Linked DNA regions of Rattus norvegicus: regions 2 and 3 are each linked to region 1. A link is a contact called in public Hi-C data. All regions are on one chromosome and are shown on one strand. The core of a region is the stretch at or near the end of the contact, and the rest is flanking DNA. Distances in the headings are between cores, read along the strand shown.

Region 1 (3,698 bases), core at 562-3,061:
AAGGTCTTCCAGGCATTTTCCTTACATCTAGAGGTCTTAGCAAAGCTGGGAGCTTCTAAGCGCGGGTCCTGCAAGAGCGCCCCAAAGCACACAAACAGGCCAGCCCTTCCTTTCTCGCCAAGGCCGGTCGCTAAGTCACTGGCAACTCCTGCACACCTGGCTGCGAGGCTCTGGCTTGGTCCTGCTGTAGACTGGGGCCGAGCCATACTGCCTTACTCTGCAGACTGTCCCGCACCCCCTTCCAAACAGAAAGAAGCTTCAAAGCCAAGGGAGAGCCGCCTGCTTTCTCGGTCCCGCTTGAGTTGGGGGTGTCGGGGGAGGGAGTCATGTATAAACTGATTTCCAATGGGGATAACGGTGAAAGGAGAGAAGGCTGCGCGGAGATCACTCCTGAGCCTTGCAGGACACTGAGCATTGCATTCAGGCGACCAGTGCCACGCACCCATCATCCCAGGGCAGAGACACCCAGAATTCTGTAGGCAGGAGGCGAGGGTGTTTGGCCTATTATATTTCTGCTTACCTGTACCCACGTCTGTCCTTTCAGAGTTGTCCTGACTTCTTCCCAAGAGGTCAGTTCCTAGCCAGGGATCTTGCCTCTTTGCTGCCTGCGGCCAGGACTAGCAACAGCCAGGCCCCCGGCCCTGCAGAAAAGAGTCCACTGGAGACTCAGGCGAGCAGAATGGGGGTGGGGACTACGGAGCACAATGAGGGCCCCTCGGAGTGCAGTTCGAAATTCCTCAAATCCCAGTTGCTGGAATGCGAGGCCAGGACGACTTCTTCACTCTGGGCCAAATGTGTTTGTCATTATTCCAGATCGCTCGTCCGCGCCGCCGCCTGCGTCGCCTGGGTGAGAGGCGCACGAACCCAGCGCACTGAGGATTCCGCCAGCGGCTTCTAGCACCCAAATAATTCGCTCCCAACTCTCCGGAACCCTCGGAGCAGGCACCCCCTCGCCCGCTCACTACTCTCTTGGTGCCGCAGCTGCCACTGCCGCGCTCAAGTCTGGCCCCAGATGTTTCCAGTAGCCTCGCCGTCCAGTAATTACGAGGGCTCGACTGGCGCCGAGCGTGCCCGGCCGGCATCCGAGGTCCGACCTCCTCCAGCCGAGCCCTTCACACCTCCCTTTTTCCTAGCCCTTTCCGGCGCCCCACCCGGCGCCCCTTTCCTCCCACACTTCTCCTGGTGTACCCCCTCCCCAAGCTTCGCGCCACACCACCCGCTACCGCGTAGTCCTGCCAAACCGCGGGCGACGAATGGAAATACCCATTAAAAACCTGTCCTCTTCCACGACCCATTGCCAAGAGGCCAAACACCGTTACTTCCACCCCCAATGTGACTTGGTGTTCGTCCCAGTAAGCACGAATGCCACCCCCACCCTGGAGAAAAACCTCAAAAATGTAAGCCTAACTATTTCTTTGGGAGGCTATAGGATTGTGTAGAAAAACATGGCTTTTAAAAATAGGTCTGGACTTTTTTTTTTTTTTTTAATCTTTGACTCTCTAATGGTTACCCCCATCCCAGTGAAGTTTATTCAGAATAAGTTACTTTCTGGACACACAAGTGAATTCAGCCGTTTTGTTTTTGTTTTTGTTTTCCTCGTTGCCCAAAATTTGAAGTTACTTAGCTTCTTCCAGCCCCAATTTACGATCAGGGATCTTTAGAAACAAAAGTCACTTTTCCCTCTCCCTTACCTTCTCCTCCTACGTCAGTTTGCTAAGAAAATCCGATAGCCCGGAGGAAAAAGTGAGCCCCAAGCCTCCAGTCCTCGCCCACAGTTCCTCTGTTTGTTTCACTCCCTCAAGCTCCAACAGTAATGGGCTCAAAACCCGCATTTTGTAATTGATTCAATGTTATAGTCCATCCTCCGAAAACTAATCATTTGCTCAAAGTAAATAGCTGTCAGGAAATGAAGTCCCCCCCCCCCCTGGTCTCTTCAAAATAAAAGTTTCCCTCGGACTCCTCCTTGCTCTCTGAACCTCTCAGGCTCAGACCTCTCCATGGCTTTTTGCTCTTATGCAATCAGGGGGGCCAATCCCAACCCCCAGACTTCAACAACAACGGGGGGGGGCAAACCAGATGGGGTGGGGGTGGCTGAAGGGGGAGGTGTTGACGTTCTGCCGGGAAAGAGGGTTCATGAAACTACAAACAGCCATCATTTCCAAAATGAGTTGACTTCTCAATGGGGGAGGGGGGTGTCGCTATAGTTTTGTACTCCCTTCGAAAGGAAAACACACGTAAAATTACTGCTTATTTCTAAAACGAATATAAATCTAGAATTCAAATTCTCCCTTCTATAGGCAGTCCGGGCCTCGCTAGAAATATGGCCCTGGGGAGAAATCGTAATGCGGCTGCGTCGTTTTGAACTGGGGGTCTTAGGGGAAAGTGCCGCGTAGTTGGTAATCCTTTAATGGGATTAGGAAACTGTGGAGCCTAATAGGAAGATGATGGGTTTTTGAAAGGCTGGATTGTGAGATGGTGTGCAAATAACGGTTGCTCAGCGTACCTTTGGGATGGATGTTCTCCGGAAGAACGACCTTTATCCCTTTGGAGCCACTTATCTGGTACTGCCTTTGTTTTCTGAGTTATCTGGTCCTCGTTTCTTCAATCTTCATATGAAAAGGCCCAGGCTAGGTGTGACTACGGGACGCCTGCCCTCTGCATCTGGATGGCAGAAGTATTTTGACCTTCCTAAATTCCACCCTTCCGAGTGGGTCCCACACGAGGTACCCTAGGAAAGCTTTCGGGATGTTTGAGCCACGAAACCGAGACACCCAGCGAAGAGTCAGTAGGGACGCCGCGATCCTGCGGGCGAGGGAAAGGGGGCGCTGACACTCCAGGAACCAAACCTGGGCGAAGCGGCACTTCCCAGAGCGAGTGGGGGAAGGGAGGGCCTTCGACTTGCGCTCTATTTTTTGAATGCTCTTGGGGGGGGGGGGGGACGACGACGAGAGTAGTCCTTTATCCTCACCACCACCCCCAAACACACACTACCTCCATCTCACTCATATCCGAATTAAAATGGACAAGGCGGTCAGGTAGATAACAAAACGTCGAATAACCACTGGTTATTTCACCACGACAGTGGCCCTGAGGCTGGGGTAAATCACAGAGGTTTCCCCGAAATGCTGGGTGCTGTGCCTAAATGGGACCGGACCGTTGGGGTGTCAGGTTCGGGAAGAGGATGCCTGGAGCTGGGCCGAGAGTCCCAATTCTCCTACGCCCTTCTGCACGCCCGCCTCTGGTGTATCTTCAGCTCGGGTGACTGCCCTGCTCCCTATTACTTCCACATGTTCCTTCAGGAAATCATTGAAGGCGAAATGTATGAACAGCCCCTTGTTCGGAATGCTAGCAGGATACCGTAATGTTTGTAGATAATGAACAGGATGCTAACGACTCCTGCGAGCGCGTTTACACACACACACACACACACACACACACACACACACACACACACACACACACACGGAGCAGGGGTGGAGGGCTTTCAGCTGTTGTTAAAAGCAAGTCAAGATTTAGGTTTTTGTAGCGGGTACCCAAGGAGGGTGAGGCTGAGGCTGAGATCCTGCCCGGGAGGGCCCGCTTTGCAACAAACACCCGACCAGCTCTAACCCACCAGCAAGGTCTCTCTCAAGCAGGGCCCCTGCGTTCTCCTCCCACAAATGGTAACTTCACAGTTCATTTCAGAGCAGTTTTAAAGG
Region 2 (3,698 bases), core at 626-3,125, 830 kb after region 1:
CCGTTCAGGAAACGATTTGCAAGTTTAGAGAAAATTAATAATCTGTGTTAGTTGTAAACTAAACCTACAGGGCTCAAGTTGCTGTTATTAAAACACAATGGTTAAAAGTGGCTTCTCTTTCAAATAAAATATTAGGAATAGGAAGTTAAAGTTTGAGAGACTTAGATATTTTGTAAGGAAAAATGAAAACAATTTAATTTTTTTGTTGAAAACTGACAGGATATTTGAAACTATTCAATATCGTTTAAATTTGACCTCAGACATTAGTTGCTGAAATTCACCAATTAAATGACTTTTAAGTTAGTGCTCATCCTAAAATGGATTTCTGCTTTATTGAAATTCTCATATTATTTGTACATCGTCATCATCATCTAAGGCTGTGGTTCTCGACCTTTCTACTGCTGTGACCTTTTAATACAGTTCCTCATGTTATGGTGACCCCAACTATAAAATTATCTTCATTGCTACTTTATAACTAATTTTCCTACTGTTTCTTTTTTTTTTTTCAGAGCTGGGGACCGAACCCATGGCCTTGCACTTGCTAGGCAAGCACTCTACCACTGAGCTAAATCCCCAACCCCTAATTTTCCTACTGTTATGAATTGTAATGTATCTGTGGTTACTTCCCTCCCTTGACAACCCCTGTAAAAAGGTTGTTCAACCCCTAGATGGGTCATGACCCACAGATTGAGAGCCACTGATCTAAGCACTATATATAGGACTTTTAAAAAACCTCTATCATAGGACTGTAGATATGGCTTGGTTCTTAAGATCATACTTCTGATTTTGGTTTCCAGTACCTGTGGCAGAAACTGCAGCTCCTGGGTAACGCCTCTGGCTTCCAGTAATACCTGTATACATTTGTACATGGCTGTACATAAGCACACATATATACATAGTTTTAATTATTTATTTTTATGTGTATAATTCTTTTACCTGTATGTTTCTCTGTTCAACACTTGTATAGTTATTGCCTGTAGCAGCCAGAAAAGGGTGTCAACTACTCTAGGACTAGAATCACAGACAATTGTGAGCTACCATGTGGGTTCTAGGACTTAAACCCATGATCTCTGGGAAAGCAGCCAGTGTTCTTAAGTGCTAAGCCATTTCTCGTATGTGTGTGTGTGTGTGTGTGTGTGTGTGTGTGTGTATGTAAAATTTTTATTTTATTTTTATTAAAATATAATTTATATAATTTATATTATATAGAAATTACATTATTTCCCCTCTTCCCTCTTCTCCTGTGTTTCCCACCTACTTACTCAACCTCAAATTCATAGCTTCATTTTCTTTAACTGTTATTGTTACATATATGTGTGTACATACATAATGTAGTATATATGTACATAATATATAAGTAAAACTGGCTGGGATCCATGGTCTCCCAGGGGGCTCAGGAGGAGGAGAACTGTAGCACCCTGTGGAACAGCTACCTGGTTTCTAGAGATCTGGAGGCATCTCCCGGAGAGCCTTGTTTCAGGCCAGGAGCTATAGGAATTTATCAAAAGACATGCACATTGCTCTTGGGGCTTTGCTTTGTTTCTGTTTTCTCTTTTTCCCATGCTAGGATTTGAGTTCGGGTCTTTAAACACACCAACAAGCACATTACTACCTCAGCCTGTAAAGCATATTGGAGTCAGCAGATTTAGTAGCTTGTAGATGGGGAATTACAAAGACAGTCTAAGAAACACACTACATACAGCCAGTCCCACAAATGGTCCAGAAATGACATCAAGAAACCCTGATCACAAAGATACAAATCTCTTAAGGGGTTGACCCCAAGTTCCTGACTGAGGAACATGCGCTTTGCCAGGAAGTACAAGGAAAGGCCTGAAGAAGATCCAGGCCAACAATGCCAAGGCCGTGAGTGCACGAGCAGAGGCCATCAAGGCCCTTATGAAGCCTCAGGCCATCAAGCCTAAGATGCCAAAGGGCTCCAGCTACAAACTCAGCCATCTGGCTTTCATTGCTTACCCCAAGCTTGGGAAGCCTATTCGAAGCCACATGGCCAAGGCTCAAAGCTCTGCCAACCAAAGCCCAAGGTTCAAACCAAGGCAGAGGCCACAGCTCCAGCTAAGGCCCAGGCTTCAGCTCCAGCTCAGGCTCCCAAGGGTGCCCAGGCCCCTGGGAAGGCCCCATAGAACAGGCTCCTGCTAGTGTGAAGACAGACGGACTGCTGTGACACACCTACCTACACACTATGTGCAGATGGCCAGTGTCCTATGCTGTTTTTACAAATAAACTTGAGACAAGGGAAAAGAAAAAGACAGAGCAGTACTGACAGTTCCCTAAGCTTGCCCTGTGTCTGAAAACATTTATAAAACGTGGCTGAGCAAGGCTTAGAGTAGCTTGCCTGTTGCCTAAAACAGGGACCTATTAAGTCACCAGATGTGTATAAACTGGCTTCCACAACCACACTAGACCTTAGGACTTTCAGGGATCACAGTCTGATTTCAAAGAGGGTATCATCCAATTAATGTGAATTAGCACTAACAAGCAGGGCACTGTTGCAGATACATGAAAGGCCTTTACAGTAAAGAAACGTCATGGAGTGACATGCTAATTTAGTGTGTGGGCACCGGAAGAGCCATTACCTATTCAAAACAGAGCTGTAAAAGAATGAGGCAGGAGGAGCTGCTGGCTAATGGTTTTAGTGTGGGAGGAGAAGGCTGCACTGCAGTTCTTGGCTCTGAGGTGGGGTCAGCAAGATCAGTAGCCCAGCACTGACCTCTGTGTTTGGAGCCTCTCTGTTGACTCACCAGACTTTTATAGTTTCATGAGCCAAATAACAAAAATGCAGCAGAGCTCTCTGTGCCTGAACCTTTAGTCTCTGAGCAGCTTGTTCCTCAGAGCAGTAATGGGGATTGCTTGGGATGCCAAGGGAAGTCCTACCATATCCATCTAAATTAAATTAGAACGATGACCAGAAAACCACCAGGAAGATGGGGCTGTGCCTCGGGGCACCTCTGCATGCTGTACATCTCTCAGACTGGCCTCTTGGTAAGAACTCTGTGCCTGATAGGAAGAGGGTCTTAGTGACACGGGTACAGTCACATTTAGCAGCAGCGAGGTCTTGCAGCCTCTTTGAATCCAAATGGGATTGTGAGTCCTGGCCTTCTCCTGATCCTGTGACTCGTCCATTTATACTTAAACCGACATAACTGTTCCATGTTAAGAAGTACCTGTTTATGGTAGAAATCATGCAGATAAAACTTTTAATCAACTTCAGCTATTTAATCCCATCACCCAAAGAGAGTCACCATAAATAGATATATAATAAATACATATATACAAATAAACACATGGGTTCAGATACAAATTAACCTTTATGTCAGAATTTGTTTATAAGAATTTATTTTAGCATATAAGTTATATTCTAAGACTTACTATTATTTATTTAGGCACTTTTCTATTTTTGTATATTTGTTTCCAAATTTTGAACATCCTTGTTATAAATCTTTGTTCTTATCTTTGATTACTTCCTTAGGATAAAGTCCTAGAACTGGAATCACTAGGTCACAGGTTATCATCACTCCTCAGTCTCCTGATAACTTTGGGTCACCTGCACCCCCAGGAGATTTGCCGAGGTTCATTCCCATCAACCGTGTGGAAGGAGGACCTGCCTCACTGCAGTCATCCTAGCCTGGGGCAGTGCTCATCGCTTACCAAACAGAAAGAGGATGTGCCATGGCCTCTAA
Region 3 (3,698 bases), core at 634-3,133, 620 kb after region 1:
CAGAAAATTATTTTTTTTCTTAGTAATTTAACAACCATATTCAGCCAGGCGTAGTTGCTCTGCCTTTAATCCCAGCACTTGGGAGGCAGAGGCAGGTGGATCTCTGAGTTCAAGGCCAGCCTGGTCTACAAAGTGAGTTCCAGAACAGCCAGGGGTAGACACACTACACTGAGAACTTTGTCTTGAAAAACAAAACAAAAACCCAACTCCACTGTATATACTGCTAAGCCCAGTTAAGGGTGAAAGTTACTCAAGGGGGAGAGGTTGGCAAATAAATACCTAACTCCAAGAACCGTCCTATAAGCTGCTAGAAAGCAAGACAGAATTGATCCTGAAATAGGAAAGGTCCTTTAACCTTTGGTCAAAATGCAATCCCACCAAGGATTATAATAAAACTACTGACGGCATCCTAGAATCACCATCTGTGTAGGGCATCAACAGGAGAGTTCACCAACCTGGCATTTTCTTCTTCTGGCCTTTCAACTTCATTTTCATCTACCAAATAAAATAAAATAAAGTAAATGAGGAAACCAAGCTTAAGCAACAAGTAGAAAAATCTGAAGGGAAGAGCATGAGCACTAACCTAGATCCTTTGCCAAATCACTGTGCACATGCACGTCCCACGGGCCTGCGAGCATAGCCAAAGTTAGATCACTTTATAAACAAGACACATCTCTTATGGAAAAAAAAAAAAAACACGACTTTACTGCTATTAATGTAAACTTAATTTAAGAGGCGATGAGGATTTACACATCATCGTAAAAGAAACCTCACACTTTCACGTTTTAAGGGTAGTACCAATGCTGTCTTTCCATTATTAAAGACATAATCGACTTTACAATTTGATCGGAGTTACATCACTAAAAGGCTGCTTAGACTCCAACGTTCACTTTTATGTAATCTATGACAATTTATGTCAAGAATGTATGTTCTGGGAAATAACAAAATACTTTCAAATCTGGTGTAACAAAGAGCCAAGGCGGATTACGACTTAAACATCAAACATGTCCTCTACAAAAACAAAGTACATGATGCATTCAATTTGGGGACACAAATACAAAACACTGAATACAAGCCTACGGGAAGAGTCACGAGGTACAACTATGACGTGGACTATAGAGCAGTCTCTAAAAAAATAAATAAATAAAAACTTCACCTTAATACAGGAGACAACTCAGGGTTGACCATAGTGTATTCTCCACCTCTGTCTCTCTTAATTAATATTTTTAAAGCACGACTTTCAGACAAGGAGGTACCCTTGCAGGTGCATTCCATACAAACTGACCATCAAGAAACAAGACATTAGTTTAATAGCATTGACTTTATTTAGCTGTTATTACAGAATGACTGTTTCTGAAAGAAAGGGACGAGGAGGAGCACCCAATAGCAAGAGACACCGAAGCAGCTCAGGATCGATAGAAAGAGCATGAATAGAGAGCGCAGAAGCGAGGAGGCCGGGACGGTGGGGAGGAGGGCGAAGCAGGGCTGCCCGGCCTCCTTGGCCCGCGTCCACCGCGCGGTGAGTGCCTGCGGGTCCGGGCGAGGGCCCGGAGCAGGCCGCACTCGGCCTAACGCAGGCCTGCCAGGGCTAGTACGAGAGGCCTCGGACGCCCGGGCCTGAAACGCCGGGAGGAAGGCCAGAGAGAACCCGGGAGACAGACAGGAAGTTCCGTACCGCCATACAGCCACTCTTCCTCCTCATCCCCTCCGGTCCCGCCGCTCAGCTCCACCAGACGCTCCACCTCGCCGGCCGACATGGCCGCCCCTCGAACAAGTTAAAGGCGACGATCAACAGCCCCTTTCAACCCCTTCCCCAGCCTCGCCGTCTCAGGGCGCGAGAAGGGGAGGGAACCCGCTGGTAAGCGAACGAAGAGAGCGCGAGACTCAAATCCAGGGTCGACCTCGGCGGAGGCGGCGACCGTGAATATTCAGCAACTGGTCCGCCTGCGCATGCGCAGCAGTATCCAAGCGGCGCGGCGTCTCTAGGTGGATTCGCTTCCGCGGCGGCAAGCACCTGGGCCTCTCGCTGCGCAGGCGCCGCGCACTGGCTCCTCCCCCTCCCACCCCACCCCTAGGATTCCAGCTTTGCTTCTCGCAGTAGCTTTCTCTCTGCCTTCTGGTGTTCTTTGAAGTTCCCTTCCCCCAACCTTCCTTCCAATCCCAAGTTCCCTTTGCTACACCATTGTTCTTTTCTGTCCTTGCTTTTCTCCCTCCACTATTTGTTCGTTTTAAAATCCGGAAGGCCATCATCCCGCACGTGTTTGCTTGACCCACAATCATACTTGTCAATTCGTCCGAATTTTAACAACCAACAAAAGAAAAAATTAATATATACAGGATGCATTCTCTTTGTTTAAAAAATTATTAGTGTCCGGCATAGTGGAGTATGCCTTTAATTCCAGCACTTGGTAGGCAGAGACAGGTTACCTGGACTACTTAGTGAGTTTCAGGCTACATTGGGAGACTCTGTGGCCTGAAAGTTTTATTTATGTTAATGTAACTCAAACTGGTCATCTGAGTGGAGGGAACCTCAGTTGAAAAAATGCCTCCATAATATCAAGCTGTAGACAAACTTGCAGGGCGTTTTCTTAATTAGTGATTGATGGGGGAGAGCCGACCTTCTGACTAGATCGTGTGGGTTTTAATTCTTAGTTTTGCGCTCACTCTTGTTTGCTATGCCCTGTTCCCCTGTAGGAAATTCTCGTATTGTTTCAACTTTTAAGTACAATCTCCTCTGTAAAATCCTCCCTGTATTCAACCAACGCGTATGAAAGTCTGCCCAGTGTCAGAAACTCTTCAAGACTATATAGGTTGGGCAGTAAAAAAAAAAAAAAAAAAAAAAAAAAAAAAAATCTTTCTTTCACGAAGATTTTATTCTAATGGAAGAGCGACACATAGAATGCAGACCATCTTATTGATAATGATTTAAAAATAATAGTAGCTGAAAAAGACCTGAAGCCAAGTGATTAAAGGGGAGGAGGTGTTATATCAGGTGGTTAAAAAAAAATAGATCCCTACATGGAGAAGTTTCTGGATTGGGGCACTTGGCAAGGAGATTAGGAACAGGCAAAGAAGCAGAGACCTAGGAGTTCCAGGCACCAAACTGTATTTGGAATAGAGCAAGAGGCAGAATGTAGGTCAGCAGGATTGGGGGGTGGGGGAGGGGACTAGAGTAGAGCTAACTCTCTTTTAGACCACATGCTGCTGTGTTATTTGACTACGTAGCTTGTTCGTCTTTCCTTCCATCTGTTGTATGGTGCACCATATCTTTTTGGCCCTTGATACAAGAAACAGAAAGAAGGTTTACTGTGTGCTTGAGAGTACCGCAGGCAGGCACTCTCCGTGGTTAGCTCCATTTTACAGTTTCGTGCATCTAAAATAAAATTGGATGGTTTCAGGAGAGGGTTGATTGTCTTTCGCAGAGTGGATTGCTTTTCCTTCCAGTGTGGAAAAGAGTTCGTCTGTCAAAGCACTGTTTAGACTAATACAAAGAATCAGTGACCGGCGGGGAATGCGCGGTAGGAGGCCTGCGTGGTGGAGGTAGTACTTGAGCTGAGCTTTGAACATGATTTCCATAAGCAGAGAAGCTCATAAACCACTAATAACCATCCTTAAAGGGCCCCTTCCTGCCTGCCTGCCTTCCTCCTACACCAAATTCCTGGTATAAATATGCTTCCTTGGTTACGATTAATCTCTCC

Evidence for each region. A called contact is a pair of places that touch in the nucleus more often than the background predicts.
Region 2: a Hi-C map of kidney shows a contact between it and region 1, with 8 times the contacts expected there. The contact joins the enhancer-like site here to the promoter of Pdgfra in region 1. A contact is called at or near these places in 10 of 12 Hi-C or Micro-C datasets (the A7r5 cell line, Schwann cells, frontal cortex and 6 more) and 1 of 1 datasets of contacts at active chromatin or transcription factors (oligodendrocytes).
Region 3: a contact with region 1 is called in a Hi-C map of mammary epithelial cells, with 2.1 times the contacts expected there. The contact joins the promoter of Fip1l1 here to the promoter of Pdgfra in region 1. A contact is called at or near these places in 1 of 12 Hi-C or Micro-C datasets (mammary epithelial cells) and 1 of 1 datasets of contacts at active chromatin or transcription factors (oligodendrocytes).

What each region holds. Positions count from the first base shown.
Region 1 is chr14:33,406,705-33,410,402 of GRCr8, forward strand. It overlaps Pdgfra (platelet derived growth factor receptor alpha), which reads right to left and starts at 1,812. Exons shown (of 23, transcript NM_012802.1): 1 at 1,692-1,812.
Region 2 is chr14:34,236,991-34,240,688 of GRCr8, forward strand. The region is part of intron 5 of Scfd2 (sec1 family domain containing 2); the gene reads left to right. Among named protein-coding and RNA genes, the nearest start is that of Rasl11b, 130 kb to the right of the region's middle. Within about 2 kb of position 1,876, at least 7 of the 93 cell types and tissues checked have an H3K27ac peak or open chromatin away from gene starts, as enhancers often do. A contact at or near this core is called in Schwann cells and liver, where this site is marked.
Region 3 is chr14:34,027,870-34,031,567 of GRCr8, forward strand. It overlaps Fip1l1 (factor interacting with PAPOLA and CPSF1), which reads right to left and starts at 1,884. Exons shown (of 16, transcript NM_001008295.1): 1 at 1,676-1,884; 2 at 584-628; 3 at 456-495. The coding sequence starts at 1,757.